5 separate regions of the Mus musculus genome follow, and all the other regions are linked to region 4. A link is a contact called in public HiChIP or PLAC-seq and promoter capture Hi-C data. All regions are on one chromosome and are shown on one strand. Each heading gives the region's core, a stretch centred on a gene start, on an enhancer-like site or on the middle of the called end of the contact. The rest is flanking DNA. Distances are from core to core; before and after follow the strand shown. Region 1 holds the start of Crtc1 (CREB regulated transcription coactivator 1). Region 2 holds the start of Il12rb1 (interleukin 12 receptor, beta 1). Region 3 holds the start of Lzts1 (leucine zipper, putative tumor suppressor 1). Region 4 holds the start of Gmip (Gem-interacting protein). Region 5 holds the start of Upf1 (UPF1 regulator of nonsense transcripts homolog (yeast)).

Region 1 (4,391 bases), core at 136-2,635, 630 kb before region 4:
GTACAGCAAATGCTAGCATAACGGAGCCTTCTCTCTAGCTCTATTTGTTTTTATTTATTTATTGCTTGCTTTTCTTTTCTTTTTTTTTTTTCTGAGGCAGGGTTTCTCTGTGTAGCCCTGACTGGGTAATCGCTTTGTAGACCAGGCTGGCCTTGAACTCAAAGAGAACTGCCTGCCTCTGCTGGGATTAAAGGCACGTGCCACTATGCCTGACCTTAGCTCTCTAATTTTTCTTTCTTTCTTTTTTTTCAAGACAGGGTTTCTCTGTAGTCCTGGCTGTCCTGGAACTCACTCTGTAGACTAGGCTGGCCTGGAACTCAGAAGTCTGCCTGCCTCTGCCTCCTGAATACTGGGATTAAAGGTGTGTGCCACCACTGCCTGGCAATATTTTTAAATTTAAAACATTTATCTATGTATCTCTGTGTGTGTGTGTGTGTGTGTGTGTGTGTGTGTGTGCACATGCTATGTGTATATTTAACTTCTTGCCAAGGCCAGAAGAGGGCGTTGGATTTCTAGAACCTTAGTTGCAAGGGCATATGAGCTATTCCATGGGATCACAAAGTCAGGTCTTTCTCGAGGACAGCAGGTGCCCTTAGTCTCTGAGCAATCTTTCCATCTTTCCAGAGAGCCCCCCCCCATTTGTCTTTTTTTCTCCGTGTCCTGTGTCACAGGCTGGTTTGAACTCACTCTACAGGTAAGGGTGGCTTGAATTCCCCATCCCCTTGGCTCCAGCTGGTCGTACCATCATGGCCAGTACTGTCTTTTTTCTTAGAAGGCGCAGCACATTTCTCCCATTTGAAACTTTATTATAAGTGTGGTGTGTGTGTGTGTGTGTGTGTGTGTGTGTGTGTGTGTGTGTGTGTGTATTGCTGGGGACCGAACCCCGGCTTCTGTGTGCCAAGTCAGGCTCTGCCCAGGAACTGTACTTTGGGACCCCTGCTCAATTCCTGGTAGGAAGTCTGCTCCCTTCCCCGGCTGTGTAGCCCAGGGCCCACTCTGTTCATGCCTGTGCCCTGGAATACAGCAGGCGCGCCAACAAGTCCTCAGCGAATGCTGGAGTCCAGTGAATGCAGGCATCAGTTCTGCCGTGTCCTCTGCCACTCAAGTCCCTCGCTGATGGGACAGGACCCGGACCGCTGTCCAGCGAACCACGCGCACTGCAGTGCGCCTGCGTAGGCACGCCCCTCCCAGGCTCCCGACGCGTTGCCCAGGCACGCGCAGGCGTGTTCACCCCAACGCCACACGCCTCTCCCGCGCGCCGGCGCCACGCTCTGGGCCGTGCTTGCGCCTGCGCGTTCTCTCCGGCCGTGGGCCCGGCCGGCGCCTGCGCGGTGGCTCCCGAGAGTGGGGGGGGCCAGGAGGTGGAGGAGGAGTAGGAGTAGGAGGAGGCGGCGAGAAGATGGCGACTTCGAACAATCCGCGGAAATTTAGCGAGAAGATCGCACTGCACAACCAGAAGCAGGCGGAGGAGACGGCGGCCTTCGAGGAGGTCATGAAGGACCTGAGCCTGACGCGGGCCGCGCGGGTGAGAGCGCGGGGGAGGGGAGGGGAGGAGGGAGGGGAGGAGGAAGAGACGCGGGGGCGGGGCTGCGGCCGCCGCAGGTGTCCCCACGCCGCCACAGCGCTGAGCGGCTGCTCGCGAGATTGCTCTTTGGACTTGACAGGTGGTCCCATCGCAGCTACCTGAGTGGACTGGTGTCATCTATTATTGTTGTCTGAGGGGACATGTGCCATCATCATAGCTATCAGAATGGACACGTGTCACCCCCCTGATTGCTACCTGATGGTACAGGGACTGCATCATTGCTACCTCGTAGGACCTACGACTCCATCATTGCTACCTGAGGGGGCAGGTGTCACCCTTCATTGCTACCTGGTGGGGCAGGTGTCACCCTTCATTGCTACCTGGTGGGATAGGTGCCACCATCTTTGCTACCTTCAGGGAGAGTTGTTCCCTTAGTGTTATCTGTGTGGATAAGTGGCCCCATTGTTGCTACCTTGAGGGGATAGTTGTCACCCTTTATGCTACTTGAGTGGACAGGTCTCCATTAATGCTACCTGAGTGGACGGTTGTCACCCTTCATTGTTACCTAAAGGAAAGGGGTCCTTTCATCGTTATTTGAGGGCACAGTTGTCACTCCATTGGCACCTGAGGAGGAGGTGATACTGTATCATTGTCACCTGTGCCTTCCTTGGTACTCCTACTTCTGCCGTGAAGGAGATGTTATCCCTCCTGGATAGCTGAGGATATCCCTCCTCCATGTTTGGAGTCAGCATAGAGGTGGCTGCTTGGTTCCCATGCATGACAGGGAACAGCTGCCAACAGACTGGGTGGCTGGGCCATTTGACAGGCATAGCTGGCCTTGCTAGGTTCTTGGCCAAGTGGAGTGGATGCGGAGCCTTATCCTTCCATGTCAAGTGTGTGTCATCAGACTTTCCTCAAGGGTGAAGGAGGTGATGCTGGTGTGTGGCATGTTCTGCACACCCTCAGACCTGGGTTCTGAGTCCCATGTGACCTGCCAGGGGTACTTACATGAGGCTTGGATTCATCAGTGGGCACCTTTGGGTCAGGTAATCTTATAGTCAGTTGCTTGTTTCTCCAAGATTGTGGCATCGTAGGCGAAAGTGAGTGATTGAATGTGGTGGTTTTCTCACTTTCAATCAGACTCTGTCCCCAAAGCCCTCGGGGCGGGGGAGGGGGGTGAAGGGGGGCATGTTCTCCCTCAGTGTATTGAGAAAGGCATTGAGAAAGGGCAATGAATGAACAAATAAACAGTGTATCATCTGCCGGGTGGAGATGGTGGTGCACAACTAATCCCAGCACTCGGGAGGCAGAGGCAGGATGATCTCTGAGTCCAAGGCCAGCCTGGTCTACAGAGTGAGTTCCAGGGCAGCAGGAGCTACACAGAGAAATCCTGTCTCCAAAAGCCAAACCAAAACAAACAAAAAGTGTTACCATCCCTGTGTTACTTACAGGGCAGTTGAGTTTGCTTCTTGTTTCTAGCACATAGTAGGTGTCTGCATACAGTTGGTGTCAAATGTTTGCAGTGTAACCAGAACAAAGAGTTTCATAGTTGACGTTTTGATGGACATCTGGTTTCTTCCTGGGATTGAGAGTGAATGATGTGGAGGAGGTGACTGAGGCAAGGCCTCGTGTAGCACAGATGAGCCTTGATCTCACTGAGGAGCTGAGGATGCCTTTGGATGCTCCTGCCTGCACTTCCTGAGCCCTTAGAGGTTCTGCAAGGATGGAACAGCCTGATTGGAATGTAGTTGAGAAGGAAGGTCTGTGTGTGTGACCAGTGGCGCTCACCAGCTTCTTTGAATCATATAACCTATACCACCCTCTTCCAGAACTGTTTCATTGCCCTAGAGGAGATTGGCCCCTCAGGCAGCCTAGCCACATCCCCTCCCTATGCTTACGGCTGTTCTGGGATCACAGCCCTCTCTGTCTTAGTGGAGTTGGTCTCCATGCTCAAACCATCCATGTAGCATTTGCCCATGCCCCATTTCTTATTAAGAACGAGGCAGGTTGGTGATAAAGGTAGATGATAAACGCTGGATAAAGGTGCTTTCTGCCAAACCCAAGGACCTGAGTTCAGTCTTTGGGACCCATTTGGTAGGAGAGAACTGACCCCTGAAACTTGTCCTCTGGTTTCTGTATGTACAGTGTCCCATGAATAGCTTGAGTTCAAAATATATATAATATGGTAGCACATGCTTGTCTCTCGGCAGTCTGAAGGTTGAGGCAGTAGGATCACTGTGAGTTTGAGGTCTTTAAAGCTAGCTTAGGCTGTAAAGCAAGGCAATTAAAAAAAAGTGGGGGCCTGCTACGGTCATGGTGTGGTAAGGTGAAGTGCATGTCAAAAAGCCCAAGGACCGAACGTTCACTTGAGCCAGGATGATCTCCAGGCCCTGTCCACCCCAGCCTTGCTAGCCACTCAGTGGGCTGGGAAGATGCTCAGTGGTAACTGCACTGGCTGAGGGCTCAAGTTCATTTCCTATCATCCACAGCAGACAGGTTACCACTGCCAGTGACTCCAGCTCCAAGGGCACCTGAACTCACATGCAGCTACACACACTAGCCATAATGTAAAAATTAAAATTGGCCAGGCATGATGGTAGTTGCATATCTTTGATCCTAGCACTCGGGAAGCAGAGGCAGGTGGGTCTGTGTGAGTTTGAGGCCAGCCTTGTCTACCCAGGGTGTTTCAGGATAGCCTGGGCTACATAGAGAAAGCCTATCTTGAAAAATAAGCAAGGTGAAGGCTCCTAAAGAACAGTGCCTGAGATCAGACTGTCTCTACACACATGCACACACATGGTTGAGCTTGGACTGTCTCTACACACATGTACACACACATGCACATTCATGGGCGCACACAAAAGTA
Region 2 (4,905 bases), core at 502-3,001, 1.0 Mb before region 4:
GCGGATTGGGGACCCTGTTTCTTGGGGTTCTTTTGTGGTATTTGTTAAGAAATATAAATACTTCCCTTAGGGACTGAGTGCAAATATGTAGCTGGTAATTGTCCCAAACACTGGCCCATCTAAATAACAGGTGCTTAAACCCTGAGACCAGGCTGCAAAGGAGGAGGGGCCAAGGCGACCTATGTTCATGAGTGCCTGAAAGGGACCAGCAGGGTCCAGTCGTGCAGGGGCTGGGAAGGAGGGACACACATGGGGTAACATGAGGCAGAGTGTGGTGTGGCTCTCAGCCTGGGAGGACCTGTGTCGGACCTGAGGCTCCCTCTGGGAACGATGTCTTCTCAACGCAGCAGCCATCACCTGGGCCTGAGGCTGAAAGACAAGCGTGAGTCCTGTGAGCCTGGGAGAGCACAGGAGCGAACATCAGCTTGCCCACCCCCGAGTCCGTCTGTGTCTGTTTGCTATCAGCACAGCAGCCTGCAGACCCACACATCCCTCGCCCACACCCCTACCAACCCACCCAATTCACCCACCCCACACCCCAAAAATCCACCCACCCACTCAAACGCTCATTCTCACCCAACCTGTCTACCCACCCATTGTCCATCAGTCCGTCCTCTCTCAGCCGTCATCCCTCCCCCAGGTGGCCCATGGGTCCCTCTGTGACTGCCAAGGGCACACACAGGAAGGGGGGTGGGGCAGCACATTTGCCCTAGAAAAGCAAGCTGCTGAGGAGGGTAACAGCCCCACAAGTGCACGATCCTGGTAGTCAGGGGCAATAACAGTCCCCGGGGGATGGTGATGTCCTGTGGGGATTCCACTGAGGTGTTCCAGCACCAGGGTCTCCCTAGAAGCCTATGTAGACACAGAGTGTAGACACACCAGGCAAGGACGCCAGCCTAACTGGAAGCATGTCAAGATTGTCCGGTGAAATTGGCCTTTTGGATTCTAAGGTGAGGGTCTTCTTCCCTCCCCTGGTGACCCCAGCCCTGCAGCCTGAAGTCATGCTTCCCTCTCTGCCGCCTCAGGTTCTAGGATGGTAGCCCTCTGTAGGAGGGGCCCTTGCCTCTTGCTATGAGTAGCACATGGTATCCTCCAAAGGCCTGCAGCTCTTTTGCTGGGGCAATCCTGACTGCTATCCCTGGAGCCAACAAGCTACAGATGCCTGGCCTACAGAGGAATAGAGAGGCATAGAGAGGCATAGAATTTGCCCAGAGTCACACAGCAGCCATGACTGAGGTGGATCCACGGGGCCCCGGCCCTTCTCAGCCTGGTCCAGGCGTTGTCCTGATAGGCACGGCCTGTGCATATCCCATGTATGAGAGTCTATGGCAAGCTGTGTGCAGAACATGCAATCTTCCATGTGTCTGCCATCCCTTGAGCTTTTCTTGTTTAAGAAGATGGGAGATTGGAATGGGTCAGACTCCTCTGAGAGGGGAAACTCAAACCCGGACTTAAGTTAGATCCAAGGCCACAAGGACAAAGAGGAAGACGGCCTCAGAAACCACCAGGCCATGGAGCCTGTAGGCTGCCAGGGACCCCTCCCTACCCAGGAGAGTGGTGCAAGGATTGGTGGGGACTCACCGCCTAGCTGGCAAAGCAGGAGGAAGGTGATGTGTTTGCTGGTCCCTGCCAGCCCCATCATGTCCATGAGGAGCCGAGTCGTGAGGCCCCAGGAACTTCTGCAGGGCTGAAGGGGCCCAGCCGCCTTGTCCACGCTCAGAAACACACTGACACTGAGAGAGAAAGAAAGTGAAGAGGGGGAGAAGAAAAGAAAGAAAAACTCATTGTCTCCAGGCCAGTCAAAGTGAAAGCAAAAGCCAGGAAGTCAGCCCAAAGGTGGGGGCCCCTCTGCACTACAAACCCACCTTGGGGTGAGTAAGCCTAGAAATCTCTTGGAGGGTTTTTTTTGGGGGGTGGGTGGGGGGTGGGGACAGGGTTTCCTGTAGCTCAGGATGAACTTAAATTTACTCTGTGGCTGAGGCTGGCCTTGAACTCCTGCCCTCACATCCCTAGTGCTGAGATGACAGGTGTGTATCACACCTCTCCTGATCCAACGGGGACTGGGGATGGAGCCCAGAGCTTCCTGCATGCTGTGCAGATAGATGCTCTAGAAACTGAGCCCCCACCTGCAGGTTGCATTTTAAAGTCCATTTTCTAGTACAGGGAGGTTGAGATAAGGGATGGCCATGATTTTTGTGGGCAGCCTGTACTATATAGACAAAAGGAAGAAAGAAGGGAAGAAAGAAAGAGAGAGAAAGAAAAAATTAAGTGGTATGACCGTTCTTTAAACATGTCATCAGGGGAGGAGAGAAAAAAAAAGATGTTATCAAAGCACGGTGGTGATGGTCCACACCTTTAATCTCAGCACTCAGGAGGCAGAGGCAGACAGATCTCTTGAGTTTGAAGCCAACCTGGTCTACAGAGTGAATTCCAGGACAGCCAGGGCTACACAGAGAAACCCTGTCTCAAATTAAAAGTTCCAGGGCTCACACAGATGATAATCTTTTGTGGGTTGGGCATAAGGGGAAACTGAGGCCTATACAGATGAGTTCATGGTGCTCTTTTGGGGGGAGGGCAGCTTGGAGCAGGGGCTATGTTCTCAGGACAGCTGGCTCAGCCTGGCCCAGGGTCAAGTGTCCTGAAGGCTATGAGGTCAGCAGCTCTGGGACAATGAGGCTGTGTCTCTGCCCTGGCACACTCCACCCGTGTGACCCACACAGACTGGCTCCCTGGTGCTCACAGGGAGGGACCAGGGGCTGGGGGAGGGATGGAGTCAGGGAGATGGAATAGACACACAGGGAAAGCCAGGTGCAGTAACACAAACCTGCCATCCAAGCACTTACCTGGAAGGCTGAGGCAGGGGTACTGCTGTGAGTTCTAGGCCATTCAGAACATTCTAGGTCGTGGAAGAGTATAGCATGAGTTTGACCTGCACCCTGCCCCCACCATTGTCTTAAAATGGCCTGCTCTCAGAAAGACTGCTATGGCTGACTCCACATCACAGATAAAGAAACTGAGTCCAGGGGCCCCAGTTGGAGGCAAAGAGATGGAGTGATTCAGCATCACGGGGGCCAAACTTGGTTCTTTGGGAGCTGTCCACATTCTGCCACCATTGCCTTCACACAAATACATGTATCTGTCTCTGTTTCCCCCAACAAGCTGCATGTGAAGGAGGCCGGGCTGGGTGAATGGCAGCCAGGCAGCTATAGTCGGTGCTTGGTGGCAGCAAGACCATGGCCTCAAGCTTCTTCAAGTGCCAGGCTGGGGGGCCTGCCTAGCTAGGAAGGACCTAGGGAGCCATGGAGGGTGTGTGAGGTGGGGAGGAGATCCCAAGCACACTGGGGTGCTGAGTTTCCCCTTATTGAGGTCACATTGTGGGGCACTCACACGTGTCTTCCTCCCCCACCCACAGGCTCCTTTGAAAGCTCAGTATAGATAGCTAAGTGCCCAGAGTGCCCCACTTTCAGGAACATTACACACATGGGGGCGGGGAGCAGGAAGGAATAGGTCACAAGGGCCCCGGAAACCATAGCAGAAGAAACCACTGAATGTCCCTATGGTCTCGGCTTCTGCTGCTGGTGGCCCAGTCAAGGGAGTGACCTTCCCTTTCTGTGCCCAAGAGACTCTGAAGCCCTGAAACAGCATTCAGAGAGGGTGTTGAAGACTGAATAGGAGTTTTCAAGGAACAAACTTTGTTCATTAACAAGCATACGGGCACCAGTTATCAATAAGAACAATTTAAAAGATTTTATTCTTATTTAATGTGTGTGGTGGCTGCCTGCATGTATGTCTGTGCACTACACGTGTGCATGGTGGCTGCCAGAAGAGGTGCTAGATCCACTGGAACAGAGGATTGTGAGCTGCCATGGGGGCACTGGGACCTGCCGATGCTCTAACTGCTGACCAACTCCCATAAAAACATTTAGAAAATCAGCTATACTGTTCAAAGGCATTTATGTCTTTATATTTGGGTTGTTAACACAGGGTCTGATGTACCTCAGGTGGACCTTGATCCTGCTGCCTGACCACGGCAGGAGAATTGCTCATAAGAGGTCAGGAGCTCTGGTTCTTGGAGCTGTCAGGCCCCAGCCAGCACACGAGAGCAAAGGCTGCATGCAGTTTGAGTTTTTTGCACATGGGTTTTCAGCCAGACTCCAGCCTGCCTGCCCCACAGAATTACTCACTTTTTTGACATCTGTTTGGCCGGCAGGCGCTTTGGGAAACCAACTGGCACTTCCTCTACCTTGAAAACACACAGATACCATATGGCCCTGGGAAGTCCACTCGCAGGTAAACATCCAAGACGCAAAACATATTCCAAAAAAGACATTCCATGTTCTGCAACTATCATTGCATCTACCCCAGGGTAGCTACAAAACGAAGTGGCCAATGGCCACCGGTGGGTAAGCCAGTGGGAACTCCTACTCAGCCTTTTTAGGAAAGCACACCTGACAACCCAACAAGGTGGGTGGAGTTTGAAAAGATGTGAAATGGTCAAGGAGAGAAGAGTGTGTCAGGCTGGAGATGGGGCACAAGAGAGCCTGCTGGTAAGGATGGGGCTCTTTGGGGTGTGTATCTTAGGGTTAAGTGGTGGTGACGAATGTACTAAAACCCCTTATTTGTTTTGAGACAATCTCATGTAGCTCAGGCTTGCTTACTATTCTCTATGTAGCCAAGGATGACCTAAGGAGATCTCTGCCACCTCTTCTCATTCTGGGATGAAGGGTAAATGCCAGCATGGCCAGCTCCACACAGCTGATTAATTGATTGATTGATTGATTGATTGATTGATTGATTGATTGATTTTCAAGACAGGGTTTCTCTGTGTAGCCCTGGCTGTCCTGGAGCTCACTCTGTAGACCAGGCTGCCCTTGAACTCAGAAATCCGCCTGCCTCTGCCTCCCA
Region 3 (4,333 bases), core at 1,039-3,538, 620 kb after region 4:
AAGGAACCTCTGACTTGGTATACCAGGTTGACTCAAAAGAGTTGACCAGAACTCAAAAGGCCCCTGCCCTATCCTCTGAAACATTTGTTCACCAACACGGATGACCGAGGTCAAATATAACAACAGGTTTGGTGACACATCTTTCTAGACCTGACTCAGGCATAGGAAAGTGTGAGGCATGTGGCCTTAGATGTATGAGGAACGCTTTGGGGATTCTACTGGGGCAAGAGTATAGTATAGGCACATCTAGTCACTGCAGAGCATTCCCTTGGAATAAAGAGCTAATTGAGCTTTTTGTCTTGCTGGTGGTCATGTTATTTAGGTTTTAACTGTGCAGCCACGTCACACATACGTACAAAGTACATCACAGGCTTCCTCTCATCAGTCTGCCTCCTTCACTCTCAACTCACCTCCCTTTACCTCTGAAGTATCCTGTCCATGGGTTGTTTCTATTGTCCCATGGTACATCCAGTTCCAACCTCACACCCAAATACTGCCCACTTTCTACCTAACTGGGCCACAATAGGTTAGTATGCATGCCCAGCTCTCTACCCACGGTGTATTTGAAAGAGATGTCAGTGCTACAGTAAAAGTGTCTTAGTCATGATGAGTCACAATTGTAATCCTAGCTCTCCAAAGAAAAGTCGTGAGCTCAAGGCCAGCCTTGACTACTTACTGAGAATATGTCTCAAAAAAGGAAAAAAGTGCCATATGTAATACCCACTTTGCAGAACAGGAAACTGAGGTCTAGCCTAGGATATGACTTTGTAATAGCAAAGGTAGGGCCAGAACCAGAAAGCTATAGGCTCCTTTGTCCAGTTCTCTGGAATATCACAATCGTGACAAAATTGAGTTTGACCAAGGACAAAGTTGAGTTGACAAAGATCTGTAATCCACCGTCCTTAGTCTCTCTTTGGAGTCCACTGTTACCTTCAAGAGCCAGAACAATTGTTCTGTATCCTCCCTATTCACCAAAATTCCTGAGACACCTCTGAGAAGACATGCTTATACCAAGTCAATGAGTGGGGCACAGAAAGAAGAAAAGGCTTCCATCAAAAGAGGCATCATTCTGCCTGTGGTGGTTAGAGGTGGGAGTAAGGATGGAACTCGGAACTGGAACTGGGGAACGTATAGATAGAGAGACGTCTGGCATAAACTCTCCTGTCTCAGTCTCCCAGGTCTCCCAGGTGCTGGGATTACAGGCTGGCTGGCTATTTATTTTCCCTCTTTAGTGTTCAGGAAGCTAGAATTACATAATTAAATAAAGCTTTAAATTAATCTAGGGTCAAAAGCAGGAGGGAGCAGCAGAGGTTTGGGGCAGGAGAGTGTCAGAAAGACTCTGATTCAGTCATGCTATTAGTGATCCCTACTCTCCTTCCCTTAACCTGCCCCTTTCAGGGCAAAGCTGGCAATTTCTGGACAGCGCCTCTGCCTTCAGACTGGCCTGCTTTTCACTATCTTACCCTCAGTGTACCCTCAGATAGGTGGTGAAAAGTGGGTGGATGGCTGATGCTTTTACTGCTGGGGATCGAAATTAAGGCCACAACCTTTATCTCTGAGCTAATTATCCAGCCCGCCCTGCCTATATATTTCTACTTTATATTTTGAAACAAGGTTACACTTCGGTGCTCCAGGCAGGACTTGAATTTTTAATTCTCCTGTTTCAGCCTCTCTCAAGTCCCTGGGATTACTGGCTAGCATCACTCAGGCTTCTGAAGTGTCAAAATTTAATTGGATCTTTTTGAGGACTGAAGTCAGGAGGCTCTGGGCTCTCTGGTCTATAATCGCAGCAAGGTGAAGCAATACCCTCATAACCCCTCTAGACCGTTAGTTTGGTCCTTAAACCAAGAAACTCAACCTTTTGCTGGGGTTGTGGCTGGGAGTTGGGCTGGAGAAATCACCGGTAAGAGGCAGAGGTAGCAAAGAAGAAGGGAATGCAGAAAATGGGTAAAGAAAATGCAAAGGCGAATAGAATGCAGACAGAGAAAGCAAGAACGAGGAGACAGTGGAAGATGAGGAAAGATAGAGAAAGGCTGAACAGACAGGAACCCCCGAGTGTGATGAAACGAGAGCTAAGAAACTGCGAGCCTGACCGGCGCGGGCTTTGGGCACAGAGGAGCCAGGAGGTCGGAGCAACCCCAGCTGTCAGTCTGGAACAAAGGCCGGGGAGAGAGCAGGACAGGGTGCAGGCAGTGCGGGCCAATGAATGTCGTTGACTCTGGCCCCGCCCCACTCGTGCCCCGCCCCACCCCGCCCCGCCGGCGGCCAGGGACCCAGCGCAAGGGCCAGAGCGCCCGGACGAGCTGGCGGGCTCTGGGAGGCTCCGACAAGCTCACAGTCCGAAAGTTTCTCTGTCTTTCTGCTGCTCCTGGGAGTGTGACTTGAGCGACGCGGGATCCGCCGGCTCTAGGAGCCCTCCAGAAAAAGAGAAAGGGGCACTGCACAAAATACACCGAAAAATCAAAATCTGCAGCCATTTGCAGCTATCCCCAAGGCGGAGGAGGACAGACAGGTAAGGTACGGGTACCCAGGGTCCTGTTCCTCCTTCGTGCAGGGTCTACAGCTCTGCGGACGGCCCAGACACAGGGAAGACTTCGCTTTCTACAGCATACCACTCCCGGGAGTGAGTCCGCTCGTCTGTCGGTCTTTGTCTGTCTGTGTCCGCGTCTGTCTAGGTGTCTTTGTTTCTACATGTAACTATCGGGGTGAAGGGCAGTGGTAGGTGTGGGGGAGTCTTCTTCCCTGTCACTGATTGTATTTCTAATCTGACCCCAGCCGGAAGGAAATGGTGTGCATCAGTCAATCCTTATGTCTTTGTCTGTCAGACCGGGGATTCTCGTAAACCTGAATTTCATCTTGGAGACGTGCATTAGGTGACATGAATGTAGAGATGAAGAAATGAGAGGTGAGGAAGTGAGGCCACAGAGACTGGGGCCCCAGACAGAGGATCCAGCTGCTGGCGACTGGCTAGTGAACTTTACCTTGCTGGCTGGAACTTTGGAGGTACATGTGTCTGGAAGGAATAGGAATGAGCTTGGACGAATACACAGGTAGACAGACACATAGACACACACTGACACACCTCAGTTCACTCCTTTTTCTCATTCACCACAGGGAATCAGATCCCCTCTGTTTTTGCTTCTCATCTGCCCTGGCTTCACTCAGCAATAGAAACCCAAACACCACGGACCAGGTGATGTTTCCCTTCCCTGCTCCAAGTGGAAGGGATTAAACTGTGGCACATGTGAGCATTCTGCTCACCCACGGGTTGTCAGTCCTCAATTTCCCAAGCACTAGAGATGTTTAGGGATCCAAGAACCATGCCTTCTGCCCTCAGGTTTTCTGCATGCTCCTTGGATTGCTGAGGAGCAGGCTCTGGGTTCTGGGTAGCTGTCATCGAGACTTCTCCACCAGAGGGTCTCTCCTCCCTGGAAACACAATCTAGTCTCAGCCCATCACAGAGAGATGAGCTGCCCGCATGCACTTCTCCCAGAACCCAGATCCTGACGGGGGGGGGGGGGGGGCTGCTGGTAAGGGATTTTGAGGATTTGTAACCTGAGCTTCCTTCAAGTTCAGAAACAATTTTCTGCAGGCAGACAGAAGGAAAATGGAGGTGTTTGAAAGGTGTATGCACATGAATATCCAAGTTAGAGTTTACAGGGGTAAGAGTCTTCAAGGTTGGCACAGAGCAGAATGTGGGCAGGAGTCTGTGGGCAGAGAATGCACCCTAATCAGGCAATGGCCCACACCTTGTATTTACCTAGCTCTTTCTTCTGACCATTTTCAGTGCATCATAGATGTTATCTCATTTGTTGTCTCCTTTATCCTCACACCGTAACTACCACATTAGTATGAGATGTGATTTACTCTGTGTCTGCCAGTGAAGAAACAGAGGCACCAAAATGCAAGGGTGTTCCCTGAGATCCCATAACCAATGAGAGCCAAGTCCATCATTAATGAAATCCAAAACTTCATGTCTTAGCTGTGGAGATGGGAGTATAGAGCACTCATCTGCTAGAGTTGAGAAGAACTGTCTGTGTGTGGGGGGAGGGGGAGATGGCGGGGGGGGGGGAATGAGAGCATCCTTCCTGGAGGGTTCATGGAAGGACCAGACATTTGCTTTTGCTCAGGATGATTGTCTTTCCTATTTCTAGCCTATGTCTTGGCGCCCTCTGCAAGGCAAACCTGCTTTAGCCATTCAGTCTGTGCACTCTTGAGACTGAAGGAGATTTCCTTGTGTGGCTATCTACCTCTGATGGTTGCAGGAGCTGAGGTAGGAGAAGTATGCTGTTGGGGAGTGCTCTGGGTGTGCCAGTTCTCTGAGAGTGTGAAG
Region 4 (4,750 bases), core at 1,114-3,613:
CTAAAGCTCCCTTTGGAATCATGATGATGATTTACAAATTCTCTACTAAGACTGGGGAATCCTTTAGGATAGGGCGTGGATCCACTGTGGGCTCTGCCCTGTCCCCTGCATCTGGCACAGAACAAGATCTGAGATGTCTCAATGAAGAAACAATCTTACTCCCCCACTCTTGTCTGACACCCTCCCCTACCTGTGAGGGGTGCAGGACCTTCTGGGGAGAGATCCCGCCAACTACTGGCTTCACTGTTCTAGGGTAAGAGGATGAGAGACAGCATCAGGAGGGAGCAAAACAGCAAGCAAGTGGGCATGGAGCACCCTGATCCTGTCCCTACCTCCTCAGTCACCACTGTGGCTGTGTCAGCTTTGTCAGGCTCCAGGTCTTCTCTGCGTACAGGGTCTCCAGCCAGGGGATCAAAAGTTCTGAGGGTGGGAAAGATACTGGTGTCAGGAAGCCATTTCTGTCCAAACTCTCCTTTGTTGGGGAAAAGTCCTGGGGCACTAGGACAGTTGAGGGAGAAGGAAGAGGTAATCTTTGCTGTTATCTGGGATTTAGAAGGTGTGATCTGAGAATGTAAGGGGAGCCAGGCTGCAGTTTGTTTTGAAGCAGAGGCTCTTGTCTCCTGGCAGGCCGTCAACTCAGTGTTGGCTTGATTCTCAGCCTCTGCTTCCTAAGTGCTGGAATTACATTCATGCAGCAACACCCTGGTTGGTTTATGCAGTACTATGGATGGAATCCAGGCCTTTGTGTATGTCGGAGCCGCATCCTATCAATTGAACCTCACCCCCCTGCCCCTTCCCTAATGTGGCACAGGCAGGATTAAATCCTGGGCCTTGTGAATGTTATGCACCTGCTACATCCCCAGGTGAGGTTCTTTCCTAAAAGTAAGACTTGAGAAAGGGTTGGAAGGGCCATAGGCAATTTAGGGGCTTACGGAATTGACACTCATAGCTGCTTCTACCATTTTTAAAGGAATCATGAAGTTGCATGTGTGTGTCTCAGGATCATCTGTCTTTAAGATAGACCCCCAAATACCTATGTATCTAGAATACCAGAGGGCCCAGTTGTTTGGAGGGGGGGGCTCCTGTCTTAGGCTCAGGAGGTTGGAAGTCAGGGTGTCTGGATGTGGGGCAGCATGATACCCAAATAATTAGGGAGCTCTGCCCAATGTGGTGACACAGGCTCAGACTCACACGTTCCCCAATGATATCTCGAGGTTGTCCAGGCTCTGGAAGATGTCACTGTATCTCTTCCTGCCCTCAGGAGCTGGGGTTAGCTCTGGGGGAGGGAAGTGTAAGAAAACATGAGCCAACCAGTGTCTCTCTCCACCCATTAGTAGTGGCAAAGCAATCCGAATGTACCTCAACAACCACTCTCAAGCAGAGGTGGGAAGGGGGGCGGGCGGAGAGGGGAGAGAAGGAGGGGGGAGGGAGGGGGACAGAGAGAGAGAGAGAGAGAGAGAGAGAGAGAGAGAGAGAGAGAGAGAGAGAGAGAGAGAGAGAGAGAGAGAGAGAGAGAGAGAGAGAGAGAGAGAGAGAGAGCGCTTCGGTGGGGTCATTTCTGATTCCACAGATGGATCCAGGTAAAATCTCAGAGAAGCGTTTGCTCACAGCCACAGGGACACCATGCATGGGAGGACCCATAAGCAAAGGAAGGAAACAGATGCAGCTGCCATATGAATGCTGGAGTAGAGGGCTGGCTTGACAATGGAGCCACATGGACCCCAGGCCAGACAGATGGAAAAGCACGTGGGACACACAGGCACTTAGCCTGCGGTATAAACACACGCGAGTACCGCTGAAACCACGAGGGACAGGACTGAATGACACTCGATACACAAAGACAGCCGGAAACATAACCCAGTTCTAGCCACAATTCTGCCGCCGCCCCCTAGCCTGATGCCTCGGGGCTACCTGCAGGAATATTGGCCATGACACCCTGCCCCCATCCATCCTACGATCAGAAGCAGAAGCGGCCACTTCCCCTTCCTGGGCCCCTTCCCCCAGGCATCCGGGGTGCCCGCTCTGGCGGGCAATCCGAGGGCTGAAGGCTGGCGTCGTGAGCACTGTGCGCTTCAGGGGTCTCCAAGGTGCTCGGGGATCCCCTCGTTCCTTCCCCTGTCAGTACTCCTTTCCCGGCTGTCAGATAGCTCAGGGGTAAGTTGGGTTTTCTGGTTTAGGAACTGAGGAGCGGTGGTGGGAGGCCCCCCCCCTTCGGTCCCCACCCCGTACCTGTCTCCGCTGAGTCCATGGCGATGCCCGGGGGCAGGGGGTGGGGTGGGGAACGCGCGGCAATGCTGAGAAAGGGACAGGGCTGCGCGCCGCCCGGGACCAGCCCGATTTCCTGCCTCTGCCGACCCAGTGGTGTCGCCCCGCCCCAGCTATGCCACGCCTCGAGACGACCACGCCCCTCCCGGAAGTCGCCATCGCATTTGACTAGCTTCCAGAGTTTACCCCAGTAGAGGAGCCCCAGCGAGCCAGGGGTCCCTTCTGTAGATTTCTGTAGCACCCTAAGTCCCTGTAGCACTCTTCCAGCAAGCCGGGGATGTCTGCCCCAGAACATTCCACACCCAGCGACTAGATTTAACTCCCCGCCTAGGCTTTTAGATCCAGGGCACTCCTGTGAAGAACTGCAATGAAGGACTGCAATAAACCCCAAATCTCCAGGGCAGGCTTATTTTGTTTGTTTTGTTGTTTTGGAGACAAGTGTCTCACTATGTGGCCTGGCTTGGTTTATTTGGTGTGTGGGACTGATTAGCCTCCAACTCAGAGATCCCCTGCCTCTGCCTGCTGAGATTAATGATGCACACCAGGGCTGGAGAGATGGCTCAGCAGTTAAGAGCACTGTCTGTTTTTCCAGAGGTCCTGAGTTCAATCCCTAACAACCACATGGTGACTCACAACCATCTATAATGAGATCTGATGTCTTCTTTTCTGGTTCAGCATGAAGAGAGAATAAATCTTCAAGTAAAAGTGCAAACCACTGTCTAAGTGGGTGAGGCTCCTGAGGTGGTCGGCTCCCTTTCAAAGCAGTCAGTGGTTTTAGGGCAGGCAAGGCCACAAACACCTTGCACTGTGACCTCCATGCATGTAAGGAGGCTATCCACGGTGGCCAGTGACAGTGCGCCTGACAAGAGAGAGGATGTGCACGACACTAGAAAACCTGAGGTCCTAGGTCCAGGAACGCCCGCAGAGGGTGTCTCTCTCCTCTGGGCCTGTGGTAATCCTAGGCCCTTGAGTGACCACCTGGCCCCTCCAATTCCCAGGGGGCCCTGTGTGGCACAGATATAAGTGGCAGCAAGCTTTATAAAATTGCAGACGCCGATTTATTTACCAAAGGTGCTAGCCAGGACTCTTCTACTAGCCCGGCCAGCGGATGCCCACAAGGGTCCCAACTCAGTCTTCCAAGAGCAAGGCAGGGCTGCCTCACTGTGGAGATGGGAGCAGTGCTCCCTCCTGGGGCAGCGGCGGTTTTCCTGTTCAGTGGCAGCCAGGGTAGGCAGTGGATACCAGCACCATCTTCTCAGGAAGGCACTCTCAGCTTCGGAGTCCCCAAAAAGAACTGTAGGACACGGTCAGCCAGGAGTGCCAGGCAGAAGTCCAGGGCCAGGACCTGGCCGATGACCAGCTTGAACTGTCAAGAAGGAAGCAGGCTGAGCTGGGTCTGTGGCTGAGCTGGGCCAGGCTGGGCCAGGGCCACTGCTCAGAACCACTCACCTCTACAGGGATGTCCACAAGGCCAAACTGGCTGTTGAAGTCAGGTGAGGAACCAAGGAGCAAGCCAATGATGGCCAGCAGTGACACTGCCAGACTCCACACCAGGGGCTTGTTCTCAGGCAGGCTCTCCATGAAGGGTGGGCCCTGCAATGAAAAGATACAGCTGCTTGGGGAGGGCGGGTTGAGCAGGTCAGGCCAGGTGGAAGTGGACAGGCACAGGGCCTCACCTTGTAGTTGATGGCGAAGGTGGCCATCTGCATGGCCATGGCCATGATGTACACAGTGCTGTTGACCAGGCTCGGCTCAAACTCCTTGTACAGGTCTACAAACTGCTCCTGCCTGCAGGGGTACGTGGGTGTCAGTACCCCTCTCCTGCTCAGGCACCCACTGTAGCTTCCCGCTGCCTCCTCCTCTTCCTGGAACCCCACTTACTTCTCAGGGCTGCGTGCCTGGGCCTCACGGTACAGGTAGACCAGGCTCAGGAAGTGGACAGAGAATTGCAGCATCACCGTAAGGATGGTGTACAGGTTGAAGATGTTGGGTAGGGGCCGCTCTCGGGAAAGAGTCTTGAGAGGCTGTGGGGCAGGACTGACAGTCAGCCAGCATACTCTCAACAGTGAGGGGATACTCCTGCCTCAGGCATCTTGTTTGGTCCAGACCCAGGGGCTACCTATGTCCAAAATAGTCTGTATGCTATGGTAGCAATGGAGGGCTGTCAGGAGACAGATTTACTCTCTATTCCCACAAATGCAATCAGAGCCTTGGGCCTGGAGGTGGGCCTGCTCTATTGAGCCTGATGCTTCCTTATTAGGGTGGGATCTGAAATGTCCCTAGAAGACTCAAGGGACACGTTATGGTAGGGCTTTAGAAAGTGACCTAAGGCTCTGACCTCATGCCCAGACATGTAAAAGCTTAGATGGTGGGGCCCACATAAAGGGAGCAGAGCCTTGGGGACAATCGCAGGCCTTCCTCTTTTAGTTACTGTGGGTGAATAGCTCTAAATATGGCCTAAGCCAAGACAGATCTTTTGTTTAAG
Region 5 (4,699 bases), core at 28-2,527, 540 kb before region 4:
CAGCATCTGTTTTTGTGTGTTTTGAGATGATGTAATGTTGGGTGTCCTGAACTTCGCTCTGTAGACAAGGCTGGCCTCAGAGTTACAGAGATCTCCCTGCCTTCGACTCCTGAGTGCTTGGATTTTAAGGAGTGTCCTTACTGGGAGATCCACCCAAGCAGAGGCAGCCACCCTCCTGGGTTTTTCCCTCGCAATAAATCTCGTGTTAGGTTTGTTGTGTGCTGTGACTTTGTTCTATTTCTTGGCTCCCAATTGCCAGGATCTTTTGGAGCACAGCTGAAACACTTTGGGGAACCACCTCCACCCCTCCCCCTGCCCAAGCAGAGCAGATACACTTCTGTGGGGGGAATGCCTTTCCCTTCAGAGCTGCAACACTTACACTTCCTCCACTGAAGAGTGGGAAGGAAACCCAGGGAGGAGTGTTTCTCTAAGTCTCGCAGCTGGCTGTGGATGCTCATCAGTTGGTAGCTTCTGCCTAGCACACAAGAGCCCTTAGTTCCGTGGTCAACATTGCATGTACACCTGTCACCCCACCACCAGGCACTTTGAGGCAGGAGGATTCCCCCGAATTCCAAACCAACCATGGTTACAGTGTGAGACCCTCAATCAAAACCAAAACAGGCCGGAGAAATGGCTCAGAGTTGTGCACCCAGCGCTTACAAGAGGAGCTCACATCCATTCATAACTAGTTCTAGGGGACCTGACCCCTTCTCAGCGATTCCCAGGCTAGCTCGGACCAGTGCGACTTGATCGCAAGACAAAAGAAGCATTTATCTTCACAGGCTTCAGGAGTGCTCGGGGTAGCAGTGACTACCATTTGGCAGAGTCCCCGCTCCCTACTCATTTATTCAATCGATGAATACTGAGAATGGCCACGAGCCAAGTGACAGACGGGGTAACTAAGGTTCAAGGAGTGCAGGTGCGTGGTCCCCGTGCCACAGGCTCCACACCCAAAACCTTCTGGAGAGAGCCTCAATCAGCACCTAACGAACATCCAGCCCTGAAGCCCGGAGGTGAGGACGTCGCATGCGCGCATGCGCACCGCTAGGCAGCAGTTGGGGCGGGGCCAAGTTCGCGAGCCCAGGTCCTTTAGGCGGTTGAAGGCCCGCCTCTTCGCGCAGGCGCACGGCGAGTTCCGCCCTCCCGCTTAGCTCCCAGTGCTCCGGTGCGGTTGGCTACTTTCCGGGAGGAACGCGCGCGCCTGCGCCGGCGTCGGACTCGCGCACGCGCATCTGTGCCGGCGTCCGGCTCGCGCACGCGCACCGCAGCGGTGGCGGCGACGGCGGTTCCTGTCCAGGGGTCTGAGAGCGGCGGTCGGCTTTGAGGCGAGCAGCGTTACGGAGGGGCGCGGCGGCGGCGGCGGCGGCGGCGGCGGCGGCGGCGGCGGCGGCAACTCAGAGCTCAGAACCGGCGGCCCGGCTCTGCTTTCGGAGGCCGACTCGGAGCCCGCCCGGCTCTCAGGGCGGCGGCAGCGGCTACTCCGGATTACGGCCTAGGCCTAGCCGAAGCCTCGGGCTCGAGTGCGGTGAGGCGCCCGCTGAAGGCGCGGCCCGGGCGGCAGGATGAGTGTGGAGGCGTACGGCCCCAGCTCGCAAACACTCACCTTCTTGGACACTGAGGAGGCCGAGCTGCTCGGCGCCGACACCCAGGGCTCCGAGTTCGAATTCACCGACTTCACCCTTCCCAGCCAGACGCAGACGCCCCCCGGCGGCCCCGGCGGCGCGGGAGGCCCGGGCGGAGCGGGCGCAGGCGGCGCGGCCGGCCAGCTCGACGCACAAGTGAGTTGAGCGGCGCATGGCGGCGCCGGAAGCCGGGCGGGCGCGGGAGCTGCGGCGCTAGATCCCAGTTAACCAGCCTTGGGCCCCTGTGAACCTGAGCCAGGTCCCAGTTAGACGGCGCTGGTCCGAGCTACCGGCTTCAGGTCCAGTTAACAAGCCTGGGTAACTGCTTCCTGCTCTGGCTCCTTAAACATTAAGTCCCTATTGGCCAGCTCCAGTTACCCACCCTGGATTCTTGTTTAAACTGCCCAGGTACCCGCCACCTGCCCTAGGTCTCTGGTACCTTATTACCAGATCTGGTTCCCGTTACTTGCCCTTTTCCCAGATCTCTGCTTCCACCCTATTCCAACTACCTCTTCCAGGTCTACCTGCCACAGTCATTGCCACCTGACTCAGGTTCCTGCTACCTGCCCTAGTCCTTGCTGCTCTGGCCCACCCAGCTACCTACCATCTTCTCTGATTCCCAGCCTCTTGTCCCAGCTACTTGCCACCTGTCCTTTTTTCCTCCACCCTGCTAGGCTGGGCAGTGACCTGCATTAGTGTCCCTCCTGTAGCGCAGGATCTGCTCGGCTCAAGGCTTAAGCCAGAGCTTCCCTCACTCCCCTCCTAGGTATGTCTAAGGTGACCTGTCCACAGTTGCTATCCTCTGGACGGACCCACATTGCCCTCCAGGGTCACCTGTTTGGCTAGTCCAACCACCCCATCTCACCCTTTTGCCACTTCATCCACCACCCCCTCCAGCCAGGGTTCAAGTTCAAGTTTGGGTTAGGGGTTCCCTGGAGCAGAGCCAGGGTTTTGTCGCCTCAAGTGGAAATAGCCCACTTTGTGGATGGAGAGGTGACTGCCGGTTTGTTTTTCCTTCTGGGTTGCCTGTTGCTGAAACCGGTGTTATGTAACTCCTAGGCTCTGCTTGGAAAAGTTGGGTTTGAATTTTGTTCCTTACCCACAATGGGTACCACATGGGTGACTGTGCCTTGGGGAGGGGCTTTTGTTTTGAATGATAGGCTGCCGATGTAGGCATTTCAGGTTGGGCCAGGGCCAGGCCCCCTCTGCCTCCCCATCAAATGCTCTCCCTCTCTATGGCTGGCTTGGTGTCAGGCACCTCTTGGCTTTGTTTTCCTGTATTCTCTCGGGGAGGGGGGGGAGCTGCAGGCTAGAGCCACAGGTGTTCTTGTAGTCCATCTGTACTTAGGGCTAGGGAGCCACCACCAGTCTTCAGCAGTGATCTCAGACCGCATTCTGGGAGGGCCTTCAAGCTGGCTGGTTGAGTCATGCCTGTGGGTAGACCACCCACTTGGGCTCATTTTCAGCCCGAATAGAAGGAGAGGGCTGACTCAGCTCCTGTTGCGATGCGGATCAGGTGTGCCAGCTTGTTGTTTCTAGCTGTTTACCTTTAGTGTAAGGAGGTGGGGAGAGGGCAGATTGCCTGGAGGAGTGAGGTGGCCCTGCAAGCTAGTCCTCCTGTTAGTCTCCCCACTGGGTAGACCTTCCTTGTTTCCTTTGGGCCTCATGGACCTGGAGAAGGGCTGTGATGGCGCAGTTGGGGAGACGAGTGGAAGTGGCCTGCTTCATCTCAAGGTCTTTTAGCTCTAGCTAATGTGCAGAGCAGACTCAGGCTGTGCGTGTGCTCACATGGGTGTGCCCTGCTCCGCCAGTTGAAATCATAGATTGAGCCATGAGCTGCCACCCACCTGTGGCCTCTCATCACAAGGAAGGGAGGGAGCGCCTTCAATCCTGTATTCGGAGGACCTGCATCTGTGGGGAGAAAGTGAACAGAATTGGAAAGTGGAGAGAAACTCCTTCCTTGCATACCCAGGGCCCTCTGCCACCAAGAAACATTGATTTTCCTTATTTGTCCTTTGAGGTAAATGGGTCACACAGCCTTTGTTCAGGGGGTCCAAGGAGGCTGGACCCCCCACCCAGTAGGTTGAGCTCCTCCTGTTGGCCAATGGAGGTCCTCTCCCAGCTTTATTGAAGCAGGGTCATGGAGCTTGCATTTATCCCTGGAAAGCTGGCAGCACAGTGGCCTTTTGGGCCAACATCATTAATACCAAGTAATATCCTAGCATCCCGAGTCCCTGCACCCTCAGCTTCTCTTCAGCCACCAATAGTCCTGTGGCCTCTGTGGATATAAATGTCCCAGGCCCTTCCTGTGCTGGATAGATAGCATAGTATACTTGTCCTGTGTCTGTTGTGTTTGTGGCTCACTACTTTGAAGTGCAGACCAAACTCGGGGCCCTGTTATTGTTGGGCAGACACTCTGTAGGCTCTGCCTACCTCCTCACTTGCTGTCATGACCTGAGTGCCCCTTGCTGGCATGTGTTGGTGTTTTCTTTTTGCGACGGAGTGACTGCACAGCACAGACCCGGAAGGTGCTTGTGGGAGAAGTTTGTAGGGGAAGCTTGTTCTGGAGTCTTGTGTGGCTCTGGATGCTGACTGGGTAGAGATTTGACCCTGAAGTCTAGATGTTATCTCAATATCAGAGAACCCCCATTTTCTGTGCGAAAGGCCCCACTATTCATTAGAACCCTGAAGGTCCAGGTAGAGTGTCCCTGAGATATGACAGGCTGTTTTTTTCCCAGTTTTTGACTCTCAGATTCCTATTTCCTTGGAGTACTGAAAGGTGACTTTAGTTGTCATTTGCATACAGGCTTGTGGGAGAAACCCCCCCTGTTCTTCTCTCCTGAGCACTGCTCTCACCTTTCTTTTTGACAGTGAAATCAACGGGGACAGGACCCACTACTGGAGATGAAACAGTAGGGCTTTACTGTAGGTGCTGTCAGGACAAGGACTAGCGAAGAGGGAACTGTAGTGGTGGTGGTGGGGCTATGGGACTGGGTTGCCCTTGTGATGTGATGGAGACCCGTGGCAGTCTCCACTGTCACATGCTTAGCACATAGGACTTCTGCCATCAGTGAAAT

Evidence for each region. Promoter capture Hi-C pulls out the DNA fragments that hold promoters and counts their contacts. HiChIP or PLAC-seq counts read pairs in DNA pulled down with a chosen protein or histone mark. Capture Hi-C pulls out chosen DNA fragments and counts their contacts.
Region 1: a contact with region 4 is called in an HNF4G HiChIP or PLAC-seq map of pancreatic cancer cells. The contact joins the promoter of Crtc1 here to the promoter of Gmip in region 4. A contact is called at or near these places in 1 of 115 datasets of contacts at active chromatin or transcription factors (pancreatic cancer cells) and 1 of 9 other capture datasets (liver).
Region 2: a contact with region 4 is called in a promoter capture Hi-C map of pre-B cells, with 2.6 times the contacts expected there. The contact joins the promoter of Il12rb1 here to the promoter of Gmip in region 4. A contact is called at or near these places in 2 of 39 promoter capture datasets (liver and pre-B cells), 1 of 115 datasets of contacts at active chromatin or transcription factors (microglia) and 2 of 9 other capture datasets (liver and pancreatic islet).
Region 3: a contact with region 4 is called in a promoter capture Hi-C map of pancreatic islet. The contact joins the promoter of Lzts1 here to the promoter of Gmip in region 4. A contact is called at or near these places in 5 of 39 promoter capture datasets (cranial neural crest, embryonic stem cells, hippocampal neurons and 2 more), 1 of 484 Hi-C or Micro-C datasets (embryonic stem cells) and 2 of 9 other capture datasets (adipose tissue and pancreatic islet).
Region 5: a promoter capture Hi-C map of pre-B cells shows a contact between it and region 4, with 3 times the contacts expected there. The contact joins the promoter of Upf1 here to the promoter of Gmip in region 4. A contact is called at or near these places in 4 of 39 promoter capture datasets (embryonic stem cells, hematopoietic stem and progenitor cells, neutrophils and 1 more), 3 of 115 datasets of contacts at active chromatin or transcription factors (the 230-238 cell line, large pre-B cells and pro-B cells) and 1 of 9 other capture datasets (liver).

What each region holds. Positions count from the first base shown.
Region 1 is chr8:70,436,567-70,440,957 of GRCm38.p6, reverse strand. Crtc1 (CREB regulated transcription coactivator 1) reads left to right here and starts at 1,385. Exons shown (of 14, transcript NM_001004062.2): 1 at 1,385-1,525. The coding sequence starts at 1,400.
Region 2 is chr8:70,805,295-70,810,199 of GRCm38.p6, reverse strand. Il12rb1 (interleukin 12 receptor, beta 1) reads right to left here and starts at 1,751. Exons shown (of 16, transcript NM_008353.2): 1 at 1,582-1,751; 2 at 310-369. The coding sequence starts at 1,648.
Region 3 is chr8:69,182,153-69,186,485 of GRCm38.p6, reverse strand. Lzts1 (leucine zipper, putative tumor suppressor 1) reads left to right here and starts at 2,288. Exons shown (of 4, transcript NM_001370971.1): 1 at 2,288-2,512.
Region 4 is chr8:69,806,300-69,811,049 of GRCm38.p6, reverse strand. It overlaps Gmip (Gem-interacting protein), which reads right to left and starts at 2,363. Exons shown (of 21, transcript NM_198101.1): 1 at 2,230-2,363; 2 at 1,192-1,276; 3 at 333-420; 4 at 191-248. The coding sequence starts at 2,248. Atp13a1 (ATPase type 13A1) reads right to left here. Exons shown (of 26, transcript NM_133224.2): 23 at 4,147-4,289; 24 at 3,942-4,053; 25 at 3,715-3,858; 26 at 3,301-3,631. The coding sequence ends at 3,521.
Region 5 is chr8:70,349,857-70,354,555 of GRCm38.p6, reverse strand. It overlaps Upf1 (UPF1 regulator of nonsense transcripts homolog (yeast)), which reads left to right and starts at 1,277. Exons shown (of 24, transcript NM_030680.3): 1 at 1,277-1,778. The coding sequence starts at 1,563.